2 separate regions of the Zea mays genome follow, and region 2 is linked to region 1. The links are chromatin contacts, called in public Hi-C maps. All regions are on one chromosome and are shown on one strand. Each heading gives the region's core, a stretch centred on a gene start, on an enhancer-like site or on the middle of the called end of the contact. The rest is flanking DNA. Distances are from core to core; before and after follow the strand shown. Region 1 holds the start of LOC100281537. Region 2 holds the start of LOC100382779 (myb domain protein 3r-3).

Region 1 (7,047 bases), core at 73-2,572:
CTCCAGGAAATCTGAATTTATCTTTGACCTTGGTGATCCAATTCTGTCCTCCTTTGTCATCAATCAATCTTGTGTGAGGCACGTTGCTAAACCAGACCTGCATCCAATCAAATAACATATTAGAAAGTCTTTAACTTCAAATTTTTGGTTTCTGCAAAATCAGCCAAGTCAGACCAAATAGAACGGTTGATACTTATGCGTTCATCAAATGTCAGCATAAATCATGTGTTCGTTTCAACTAACATTTCAGGTTGCTGACAAGATTAGCATTCAATGCATATCACAGTAGTAGAACACAACAATACAGTTAAGTCCCTGTCGCAAAAAAAAAATTGGAAGAAACATGGCAATTAAAAATACGGTTTAATAATCAACTTCCGCATAGACTGTGGACGGGACGGTTAGCCCTATCATATTAGTTGTCTTTGTCTAACTTAGTATCATTGTATACACTGAATTATCATTACGTACGGGTTGCTATGAAATGGCAACGACTAACACCAATACATGCTAACCTCGTCTCTGCTCCGAGGCCAGGGGATGGGCGCCTTGTACCCGTTGGGCGCCGGCACGAGGCAGCTGAGACCCTTGTCCTTGGCAGGGCAGTGCCGCTCAAACCGCTCCCCGCGCTCCGTCGAGGGCAGCCGCTTGATATCATCCTCGTTGTCGAGGCAGGGTATGTACTCCCTCATGCTCTCGGGGCAGACCGGGAACCTCTCAATCCGCACCCTAGGTGGTCCACCGCTGGCGCCCACGTCGCTAGGCTCCTGCGGCGCGGTCTCGTCGGTGGCCAGATCAGTGTCGTTGGCGCCGACGTTGCCGATGTCGAAGTCGTCCTGCATAGCGCCGTCCTCGCCGACGATGCCGAGGCGCGCTGGTGGTGGAGGAGGGGGGAGGGGAGGCGGCGGCGCCGATGTCGGCGGTGGTAGTGCGGGCGGGGACCAGGCATTGGGAGTAGAAGAAGCAGGCGGGGTGCTGGGGGTAGGGATCAGGGATGGGTCGAAGGAGACGTTAGAGTTAGGGGAGAGCACGACGGAAGGAGAGCGGGAGGACGACCTGGGCGACGACGAGGAGGCATCGGACGAGAAGAAGACAAGGCGCGGGGAGGCGTTGGGCCAGTGGTAGCCAACGAGGAAGGCGAGCGCAACGGCGAAAGCGAAGACGGCGGCGCGGAGTAGGTGCGGGCCTCGGAGCAGGTCGGCGGCGTGCGCGCCCAGGGCCTTCATGTCTGGGCCCTCGGGCCACGGGGAGATGTCGGCGCCGTGCCTTGCGTCCGTCTGCGTCGTTCGGGGACGATGCGGAAGGGATGGGATCGGAAGGGGAATATGGGATCGCCGAAGGCCAGGCCGGTGATGAGCAGTAGTGATAAACTGGGCAAGTGCAGTTTACCTTTTTTTTCTTGTGGACCCAACTGTCAGCAACGCTACAGGTATCTAGGCTGCTCAACGCAATAGCGTGGCGTACTGTGCCATCGTCCAGCTTGGCGTCGATGCGCCGATGCTGCAGGCTCCAGTTGATTCCTGTTAAATTTTGTAGTGCTCAGTGGTAAAACCAGTTGAGAGGGAGAGAAATAATAGAACTGTAACCAGAGATCTTCTTTATATACATCTGTACAAAAGGGTCTCCAAAAGATGTAACCCTTAGATAATAACTGTCAACCAATGAGTGGTTGGATGAAGTTGATCACTGTACTATATTTTATAACAATTCCAACGCCCATTGCTGCCGACCGCTGGCTAGAGATGCCACTAGTTGCTCATGAAAAAAAACGTTCCTGCTTTTCTCTCACTAGTAGGTTATAGCTAATACCTTACATCACATACAGGAGACAAGACACCACTCAGCCTACATTGACTAAAGATATATAAAAAAACATAGTCCCATACAACATCTAAAGAACAAAAACAGTGATCCGATTCGTAAACCTCCAACCAAACTAAGCGAAAATATGAAGAGACGCTGACTTCAAACGTCGACACGCTTCCTTAATAGTCTTTATCTTCTTCGTTTTGTAGCTGAGCCTAGGTTCTAAACAGTTGTGTCGGGGACCGTAATTAGGGGTACCCCCAATACTCCTTAACCTCGCTGGAAAACATCTTCAGAACAAACCATAAACGACTGATAAAACGTAGGTCTCGTCTACCAAGGGACGCGACCTCCTCCGAGCCCAGCCTCGGGCAAGGACAGTAGTCCCGGACGGTTTCACGCCTCGACCGAGGGTCCCCTCAGTCATCAGACGCACCCTCAGCTCGCCCGAAGCCTAGCTCGGGCGAACTTTGTCGTGCAGCGGCCTCGGCCAAATCGCCTCACTAACCGACCGTATCGCATGCGCATTTAATGCGGGGATCGTCTGGCATCTTATCCATACACGTGTGCCTCAGTCGGCAAGGTCGAAGTGACCGCAGTCACTTCGCCTCTTCACTGACCGTTCTGACAGGAAAACAGTGTTGTTCACCCCGCTCCGGCAACTGTGTCAGCCACCAGGGAAAGACTGACAACAGCAAGTCACGACCTCCCCTGAGTCCGGCCTCGGGCGCAACAGGGAGCTCCGCCTCGTCCGACCCCAGGCCTCGGCCTCAGCCTCGGCCTCGGGAGAAGGTCTCCGCCTCACCCGACCCTGGGCCTCGGCCTTAGCCTCGGCCTCGGAGGAGTCGTCGCCTCGCCCGACCTCGGCCTCGGAATCAACTACGCTACAGGGGATACATCATGACCCTACCCCTGGTTAGCCGCCTCAGGCTACGAGGGAACAAGATCGGTGTCCCATCAAAGTTACTCCGGTAACAGGTAATGATGGTTCCCCGCGTGCGCCCATGACGTCGGGTGCTCTCAAACCCCCTACGGAAGCAAGAAAACATCAGCAAGATCCATGCCGCACCGCCAGCTATGCTTCTACAGGGCTCAAGACACTTCTCCGATGGCCAAGTTATTACCTGTACAGGGCTCAAGACACTTCCCTACCAGCCACGTTAGCATATAGCTACACACCCCATTGTACAGCTGGGCCATCTCCTTGTATCTATAAAAGGGGGACGTCCATGGCCTTCCTAAGGCATGGGGACAGCACGCACGCAACAGCGGAGACATAACACAGAGGAAGAAAAAAAGGGAGGCGAGAGAGACGAACGTGCGACGTACGAGCACACGGACGCACGACGTAGACGAGCGGAGGCAGGCAGAGTAGGAGAGACGCGGTAGAGGCAGCCTCAGACGGCTCACCTCAAGGTTGAACCCTCTCCTTCTCTCTCTCTCTCTCTCGTTCTCGCTCTCCTGCAACGCTTGTAACCCCTACTACGAGCACCCCGGCGCAAGATAACATAAGTCTTATTTCCCTCTTGTGTTCCATCTTGCATCAACCCATCTGAATAGGGGCACGCGGCACTAAAATTTACTAGTCGATCCGGTTGAGGGTCCCCCGGGTCCGAAACACCGACAGGTTGCATATAAGTTATCATAGGATATTTGTCAAAAACTAAATTGTTTCTACTAATCTAGGTAGCCCAACAAATCGTGTGGCACATGTAATTATCAAATTTTAGTTTTTGGTGCAACCCCTAGAAGCCAAGAACCAAAGATATGTTTCTCTGATCTTAGAATGGTCAGACCAAAACAACACTTGCACTAGTCTCTCCATAGAAACCGAGCGTAATGGTATTGAAAAAACAAATGTTATATAGATTCACTTGAGTCATAAAACACTCGACCCCGCCCGCACAAAAATAGTGTGAATCAATCACTCGAACCCACACCTTACTGCTCTAGAAATTTGGAGCTAACCACTAGACCACACTTAGCTTAGTGTTTAGAAATAAACAATAATTATATTTAAATAAATATCTTAATATCTATTTATATAATATGTAACGACCGTAGCAAATCATGGGCAACTGGCTAGTATACTAGGGACGTGTCTTACAAAAGGAAGTAGTTGGAGCCTAGAGACCCATTTCAACATTTTATTACCGACATGTCCTATAGAAGAAAGCATGTATTCTACATCTAGGGGTTATTACGCAAGAGTTCTGCATCCTATAACAGTTGCTAAAGTCATTCAGATGACAAGGATGACCCTGTTAAGATTCTACGACCGGGGTTATTACGCAAGAGTTGTGCATCCTATAACAGTTGCTAAAGTTATTTAGATAACAAGGATGATGATGTTGAGTTCATTCTTCTTTGGTGCTGATACACTACAAGAGAATAGTGTATTTGCTAATTAATTCATAATGGTATCCTGCTAAAGTCAATCAGATAGCATAATGATAGCTTTAGAGTTGAGAAACGTAGTAAGAGAGATGACAGATGCAACATTCTTTAACAATTGTTCTTTTATTGTATGTACTATGTAGTGTTAAATCATTTAGATTTCTTTAGTTAATAATCTAACTCATGTACCCCGCTTTCTCTTTTGAGCAAGAAAAATAAGCAATGTCTTACTCCGTCCAAGGAAAATAAAATATTAAGTCAATTAAACAAAACATAGTCGTTTCCTTCTTACATGTATTTTATTTAAATTATTCTCTCAGAATTTAGGGAGATTCACAGACTCTAAAAAATCAACTGAACCCTTCCTCCAATAATGCATGTATCTAGTGATAACTAAATTTGATTGAGTATCATTGCCTCAACAAACACAGCAAACTTAAATAGACAGGTCACATAGTAAATTCCATTCCACTCATAATGCCTACTTTACTAAACATCTCCATAACTTATAATGAGCAGCAATAAACAAGTGTTGAACATATTTAATAGAAAGCTAATAGGAAAAATTTCAATGTCATTTCCAAAGCACTTGGGTCGGTGGAATGTGACATAATCTAATTACTCCTAGGACTGAATAACGATATAGTTGCTTATTTCAGCATACTCGCTAATGAACAAGTGCACGACTTACATGCAACTTTCAATATGCTACTTGCATAAAACAGTATACAATTTATTCCACCTAGCTATTGCAGCTGAAGTAGATCAATCCCTATCTACGAAAAAGTTGTGGCACTGTCACAAACTGACAATTACAAATTGTGAATTCTAATTGGGTATGAGATAAGCAGATAAAACATGAGTTCGTTCCAAAACAGGAGTATATTAATTATGACAAAGAAGGGTGATACGAACAATAAAAAATATTTCAAAAGTCACTGCTGCAATTAGAGTGGAGCGACATTAGACCTCTTGCCCTTTATATTGTTCTTTATATTGTTCTTTTTTGCAATTAGAGTAGAGCGACATTAGACCCATATGGATGGCAGATTTCAGGACATGATGACACACATGGATGACACATTTGATGTCATGCAGACTCACTTTGATGGCCAGTACCCCGCCATGCAGGCAAGGCTCTACACTATTGATGATCAGTTTGATGGGCTGAACTCTGAGTTTGTTGGTCTTCGCTCTCACATCCATGACATCATTCATGATCCAATCATGAACAGAATGAACAACATGCAATAGAGTTTTCAAGACAGCATGGATGCTCTATCAAGTCAATTTGAGACTCTCTCTACCAGTGATAGTATTCATGCACTTGATCAGAGGCAGCATCAGCTCCAGAATGACTTTAATCAGTTCATCTCCATTTTCGACAGCTTCAACTCTTACTACTACAGCATGTATCCGCGTACTTCGCCGGGTAGCCATTGAGGCCCCTCTTTTCTAACAATTGATGCCAAAGGGGAGAGATGAAGATGAAGATGGGGATTTCAATTAAGGGGAGCTCATGTGTGGACAGACATTGCATGTTTATTACCCGCATTTTATGTTTTCTGCATGTCTTAAGTAGTTTGTGGACAAATTTATGGGGTTTCAAACTATGTTTGTTAAAGTCTTATGTTTCTATTAGTTTTAAATATCTTGTGGATGGTTGAGTGAGGAGTGACAGGAGTTACTGCGTTTATTTCATATCGTATTGCACTTGTATGCCTCGTTAACCATGTTTGTAGGAAGATCTCTGACAAAACTCTGATATTGATAGTCGCCTAGAGGGGGGGGTGAATAGGGCGAAACTGAAATTTACAAATATAAACACAACTACAAGCCGGGGTTAGCGTTAGTAACAATAAATGAGTCCGCAAGAGAGGGCACAAAACAAATCCCAAGCGAATAAGCAAATGAGACACGGAGATTTGTTTTACCGAGGTTCGGTTCTTGCAAACCTACTCCCCGTTGAGGAGGCCACAAAGGCCGGGTCTCTTTCAACCCTTCCCTCTCTCAAACGGTCCCTCGGACCGAGTGAGCTTCTCTTCTCTAATCAAAGCCGGGAACAAAACTTCCCCGCAAGGGCCACCACACAATTGGTGCCTCTTGCCTTGATTACAATGGAGTTGTGATCTCAAGAACAAGTGAGAAAGAAAAGAAGCAATCCAAGCGCAAGAGCTCAAATGAACACGGCAAATCACTCTCTCTAGTCACTAGAGTTTTGTGTGGAATTGGAGAGGATTTGATCTCTTTGAATGTGTCTAGAATTGAATGCCTAGAGCTCTTGTAGTAGTTGAGAAGTGGAAAACTTGGATGGCAATGAATGTGGGGTGGTTGGGGTATTTATAGCCCCAACCACCAAATGTGGCCGTTGCTGGGAGCTCTCTGTTCGATGGCGCACCGGACAGTCCGGTGCACACCGGACAGTCCGGTGCCCCTGCCACGTCACCAATGCCGTTGGAGCTTCTGACTTGTGGGCCCGCCTGGGTGTCCGGTGCACACCGGACATGCACTGTTTGATGTCCGGTGCACCGGTATGGGCGCGCCTGCCGACTGCGCGCGCAGAGCGCGCATTAAATGCGCTTGCAGGTGACCGTTGGCGCGGAAGTAGCCGTTGCTCCGTGCTTCACCGGACAGTCCGGTGCACACCGGACAGTCCGGTGAATTTTAGCGGAGCGGCTGCCGCGCGAACCCGAGGCTGGCGAGTTCCGGAGGCCGAGCTTCCTTGGAGCACCGGACATGTCCGGTGCACACCGGACAGTCCGGTGAATTATAGCGCGCCGGCTTCCGAGAATTCCCGAGAGTGAAGAGTTGGAGTCTGAGTCCCCTGGTGCACCGGACAGGTAC
Region 2 (6,323 bases), core at 3,682-6,181, 220 kb before region 1:
CGCGTTCTTCACGTCCCGACCACCTCCCAGTTCGTCGACGTCTTCACCAAGGGGCTTCCGTCGGTGGTGATCACGGAGTTTCGATCCAGTCTCAACATCTGCAGTGGCTAGAGTTTCGACTGCGGGGGGTGTTAGAGTATTTGTGTATATGGGTCTGGCCCACAAGGGTTCTATATATACTTGTACCCCTGTAGCTAGGGTTTCACTGTATTGTACTCTATTACAGTATAGAACATTGGACATAGATAAGAGAGTCATTCCTTACACTGTGCAACTCCACTAGAATGATCTCGTGGTTTTACACTTGACTTCATACAAGTAAAGTGCAGTTAATGGTCTGAAATAAGGAATCACCATTGTGTCTTATTTTTGTATTATTAAACTGATGAAACATGATTATGTTCCGCATTTTAATGAGTCATCAAATAATCCCAGAAAATATCAAGAACTACATCCAAAAGTAATCCAGCTTTTTCATGAGGTTTATTGACATAAGTGATTTTCTATACTGAACCAATGAAAGTAAGCAGTGTATAAGTACCTTCCGGGAAGAGCTTTTGCTATTTCTGCCCATTTATTCCCAAACACTTGATGGGCATCAATAAGTGCTCTTTCCTCCTCAGGAGTCCAAGCATCTTTCCTTATTTCTGGATTCAGATGATTATGCCACCTGCAATTTTTTGAGTTTAGAATGGGGTCCATAGGTTAGACAAAGTGAGACCGGAACAGCCTGGCATAAGTTTATAAATCAAAGGTCACAGTTAAAGGGAGAGTACTGACATCAAGTCATTCCAGAGAGCTAAAAGAGAAAGGGAGAGCGGTTTTAACAGAAAGAGAGGAAGACCACAAAAACTATTTTCCCTTACTTTTTCACACAGGAGCACAAGCTTCAACCATCAATAAATATATGAAATATCAGCACAAGCTTCAACCATCAATAAATATATGAAATATCAATTGTGCACATGTTTTGATAAGTATAATACATACAACTTCGCAAATGATCAGATAATCACCTCTCTCGGCATTGCTTGCCTATGCGGCCAGGCAATGATTTCGCGATGATAGACCATTTTGTTGGTCCATACTTGCCCACAAGGTCAATGATTTTTTCATCTTCCTGTAGAAAATAATGTAGATATAACATCTTCCTCAAAAAAGTTCATATAGATGCAACATGCACAAGTAATTTTCAGCGTAAGTGAAGTAAACACTGCAGTCACAAACCTCTTGAGTCCAAGGGCCTTTGATAAGCTCCGGATTAAGAACCTTCTGCCAACGATGCAAACATTGAACCTCAGTCCTGTCCTGAAAGAATTCAGCTGCATAAATAGATACAGATCCTTTTGTTAGTTCACCATGCACCTAAAATTGAAGAAAAACTTCTCAAAATAATTTCATATATACGCAAATAAGAATTTTGCATACCCCTGCTGCAGCTACCACACATGGAAAATAGAGGTAATTGACATAGTTCAGTATTGAACAGCTAGATTTACTAACAGAGCACCAATAACCAACTGCTCTTAAATTTCACTGTCGCTTTTTCCTCAGTTAGACCTTAAAGAAAAACAGAAAGCAGGCAACTAGGCCCATGTTAACTCGGATGGTGGGGAAAGACCGCCCCCACTGTATTGTATTAAGAAGAAGCTCAAACTAAGCCTGACCGAGAAAGGTCACGAAAGCTGACCCCCGTGCAGCATCCCGTCCCTATAGGTCAGATCTTTAGTCGTGCTTTGAGCCTACTAGCCCCTACACGAGGATATGTACCCTATAGGTCAGTCCGTCTCGTGTGCATACAACCAGGGAAACCAACAAGTGACCTTTTTTAGCCCAAGCCAGAAATTCGCTCCCACTGAGAGTCAAACCCAGGACCTGAGGAGTGCTACTAGAGCCATCTAACAAACTCGGCTAGAGGCTCGTTCGCACTAGGCCCATGTTAACAGACCCAACAATGCTATATACAGCTCCTTAGTGCAGTAACTATGGAACGATGACAGTGACAGGAGAGAAGTTTTTGTAGGACCATATTCTTGTCACAAATTCTCAGGTCGTGTGGTAACTGTTTCACATTCAAATTTAATTTCATGTAAACACAGATGCTAGCATTTCCTTATTCATGTTCGTTTCTAGATTCCAATATTACAATATAAATACATGTAAACAGATGACAAGTAGAAAAGTACAATAGCATTTCCTGCAGTTTTCAATGTAACACTTTGCTAATAAAAATGAACAGTTAAGTAGAAAAACAAGAGGAAATCATGCTTGACTTCAAATGATACACAGCAACACCCTCAAGTGAAAAAAAATAATGCCATATCACTATATCAGACAGATAGGTGGCTCTCTAATTCATGGATGTGCTTGAGGGCAAAGAATTGTATTGAATCTTACGACATGCAATGCTAAAGACAAATAAAAGGAAACCTTATTTCTACATGGGCAACTGAGTACATAAATTATACAGCAGAAAGAGGAGGTAACCTATTTTTTTCCAATTTCTGCCCTTGAAAGCTACAACTGCCTTCTGCAGTGTTTCATCCTGTTGGCATATTTTGAAGCCAATTAGTAATATTTCATAGCTATGCTAAAAAGTAAAAACACAAACTTCTAGAACATGTGCATATCTCTCTTGGTCTTTATAACAGAGAATGTGAGATACTGACCTCTTCTGGTGTCCAGCCACCCTTAGCTCTTCTTATCGGTCCAGTTGTTCGTCTATCATTGTAATGAAAAAACTCATTAGCAAAAAAGAAATAAAGAAAAAAGGGAGTATATCTATTAACTGGGTGGGGTGTGCATACAAAACACAACATAATAGGTGCCAGAAGTTACTGATACAGCAAAATACATATTAGCTGACTAGCCCATCTAGGAGGGTAGTTTTTTGAAACAGGCATTTATATCAGGTACAATTAGAAACAGTCACCATCCTTATCAGATGATCAGATCGAGGCATCAAGCCTGCAGACCATCCCTGTAGCTTACATCTTCATAGATAGGCATTCAATTTGCACAGAAGATACACTTATAAATACACAAAAAAAATTCACACCTACATTGCAGCCTTAAGATGCCATAATTGAGGATCCACTTTCCAGACAAAGTGAGCAAATCGCAACATAATGTGTGCATGCTGATGCTGCAATTACTGAAAAAGTTAAATGTACTGAAGCATGCAAACATCTCATTCAGGTGAAGATTGCGAACAAGGCACTGCCCAATAATCATAACAATACAAGTAATCCCTCAAATTTATAAAGTACTAACACACAACTATAAATTTTACACCAACCAATGACTCTTGTACACTCAAACACATATCACTTCCTGCTACTGTTGGTGACCAGAAAAATACTGATACTTTGTACCACCATTCATCATTAAGGATATGTTTTTTGTGGGGTAGTCCCCACCATGCCTAACTCTTTAGGATGGGGTTGAGCAACAACTGTGTAACGATACTAGGACCAAGGTTCTACATAGCTGATAATGAGCCATAGTGAACTAGCTTCAGTAACAGCACAATAAGTTGCATTCCTATATTAGTATTTGCAACTCTGAGTTACATATGTATTTATAACCTTCCTATAGAATTCAGATGTAATAAGCAGTTAAGCAAGGCATAGAATTACAGAATAATAATTATTGTATATTTAGAGAAAATAATTGCAACACAGCATGTCACAAACTCAGCTGGCACAAATGCCATATCATCCACAGCCATCACTACAGATGCCTCCATCTTTACACGCTATGCTGCTCATGCTTCGCTAACACTCCACCACCACTACCAATATAAAATGCAGTCTATAGAACCATATGACCTCAGAAACCATTGCAACTGAATTCAGAAGGCAAGCAAACTGCAACAGCTAAAACCTCAGGAACTTGATTCAGTTGATTGATCGTACAGAAGACATGACTCCTACTATCAAAAATCACCACAGCGCACCTGTTCTAGGCTCCAATACGATAGCATTCCTAGCAGCGAAAAATTCTCAAAGGTGCCAGAGACTACTAATATAAAATGCAGTCTATATGAACTCAGCAACCATTGCAACTGAATTCAAAAGGCAAGCAAACTGCACTAAAACCTCAGGAACTTGATTGATCCAGCAGAGGACACTAATCCTACTATCAAAAACCACCACAGTGCACCTGTTCCAAGCTCCAATAAGACAGCATCCCTAGCTGCGAAAATTTCTCAGAAGTACCAGGGAGACGCTAATCACATCTCAGATCAGGAGAATTACCAAGGAGAGAATCACACAACCACCGTGCAATCCATAAAAGGATCATTCTTCTCACCCACCAATCTAGGGCACAACAGGAGCAAGCATCCAAAAAAGGTAAAGCAAACGGTACTATTCAACGGTTAGGATCCCTCCCTGGATAGGAGCAGCTACGGGCAAAGGCCTCACCTAAGAACGGAGATGGAATTCCCGGAGCTTGACACCGGCGGCGACGTCCCCGCCCGCCCTCCGCCGCCACAGCTGCTGCCATCCGACACGGACGAGCTCGAAGCCGCCAGGGGCTGCCGATTCTCCACGCACCCCTCCTGCACCACCTCCGCCATCGCTCCCATCACCTCCTCATAACCGCCCCGGCCTAAAACCGCAAAATCGCCACACAAAAAAACGAACTTCAGATCAAATCCTCCACGGCAATCACGCCCCAAAACAGATCGAACGAAACGCCGCCTTACGAATCTAGCGGATCCCAGATCGAAGAGCCGTATAGAATTGGGGCTCCGAGCGGCTAATCGACAGGCGGCAGTTGAGGCGGGACCGCGAGGTAGATGACACGAATCGAGGGAGGATAGTCCCGAAATCCTATGAAGTAGGAAGGTCTAAAGAGTAAGCTTTGGCTCCCCCTCTCTACGGCTTCGGTTACGGCTTCAGTTGGGTGTCGGGGGTTGAAGAGGAGACGAGAGAGAGGATGCTTTCAAAAAACCTCGCCCGTTGAAGGTCAGGGAGAAGAGCCGAGGAGAAGGAATAGGAAAAAAAATTATAAGGCAGTTTCTAGCAACGTACTTTATATCAATCATATATATTCATTCTTTACAGTATTCTTTAAAAAGATTCTATCTTCTATATCTTCTTTCTCTCTAACAACGTCCTCTAAACCACGTCCTCTATACGCAAATATCTATATTAGAGACATTTTTTATTTTTTATACATACGTATTTATCATACTCTTAAATGTCTTGTATATATTTTAGTTTTGTTAAACCGATTATTTAAAGTATTCAAATAAATAGAGGATCGTTTAGAGAAACTTTATATATAGAGAATCCAGCAGTGTCCTCTAAATTTAGATGATCGTTTAGAGGACGCTGCTGGAGAGCGTAGAGAACTGTTTGGTCCTCTATATTTAGAGTACAGGAGGCTTTAGGGGCTCTTGCTGGAGCCAGCCTGACCGCCTGATTTTACTAATCGGACCATTTAGTATAACATTATTGTAAATACTATATTTAGCAAAAAAAGGTAAATAGTTCTATCCAACCTAAGATATACCACGACCAATAATTAGCCAGCAAAAAAATATTCAGATTAGATCTAACACAGCTTGTTTGGATCCACTTTGGTTTTTTTAAATGTTTTTAAAACTTGGTTTCTAAAAACTGGCTTTTATATAAAAATTGGATATGGGTGTTTGGATCCATAATCTTTTAAAAAATGGTTTATAGCTTTTTCCATAAACAATTACTAGCTATCCAAAAACTGGTTTTAGCTAGACGTAATCAGTTTCTTAATTTTTAAGAAACTAGCAAACTAGTTTTTAGAAACCGAATAAAAATTTAACCTGTTTGAGGTCTTGTAGCTTTTATAAATCAGTTTTCAATAAGCTACAAGACATAAGTAAAAAAGTAATAGATGAACTGCTTTTTATGTAGATTTTATATTGAAAGATGCCCTTAAAACGATATAAATAGGTTAAAAGAAAACATCAGAGTCGTTTAATATGTATTCGAGAAGACTTAAAATGTTCAAACATTAAGACTTGGCAGTTGAGACATCTATTTGCGCTGTCGTTTTTTTTTGCTTAAGTAAAAGGGTATGATATAGAAATAGGGGCAATGAGACTCGGAGGCGGACCAAAACGTAGGCAGAAGGATCTCATTCCTGTGACGGAGGGACTGACGGTGGTGTCGGTTGCTGTGCCAACTGGATGTCGTGGTTAACGCCATGCGATTATCGTTGCCAACAAACTAGTTTAAAGTTTGAACCCCTAAACAACTTCTCATCTCGTGCGCTACTGTGGTAGACTGAACTTGTAGTCGTCTTCCGTATCCAGCCATTGGTTCTTTTTCTGC

Evidence for each region. Hi-C and Micro-C count contacts between places; a contact is called where the count stands out from the background.
Region 2: a contact with region 1 is called in a Hi-C map of endosperm, with 1.8 times the contacts expected there. The contact joins the promoter of LOC100382779 here to the promoter of LOC100281537 in region 1. A contact is called at or near these places in 2 of 25 Hi-C or Micro-C datasets (ear and endosperm).

What each region holds. Positions count from the first base shown.
Region 1 is chr8:174,955,406-174,962,452 of Zm-B73-REFERENCE-NAM-5.0, reverse strand. LOC100281537 reads right to left here and starts at 1,322. Exons shown (of 9, transcript NM_001394733.1): 1 at 516-1,322; 2 at 1-97. The coding sequence starts at 1,226. It also overlaps the pseudogene LOC109941674.
Region 2 is chr8:175,177,935-175,184,257 of Zm-B73-REFERENCE-NAM-5.0, reverse strand. LOC100382779 (myb domain protein 3r-3) reads right to left here and starts at 4,931. Exons shown (of 9, transcript NM_001175488.1): 1 at 4,712-4,931; 2 at 4,428-4,614; 3 at 2,670-2,721; 4 at 2,488-2,545; 5 at 1,228-1,322; 6 at 1,017-1,120; 7 at 542-670. The coding sequence starts at 4,591.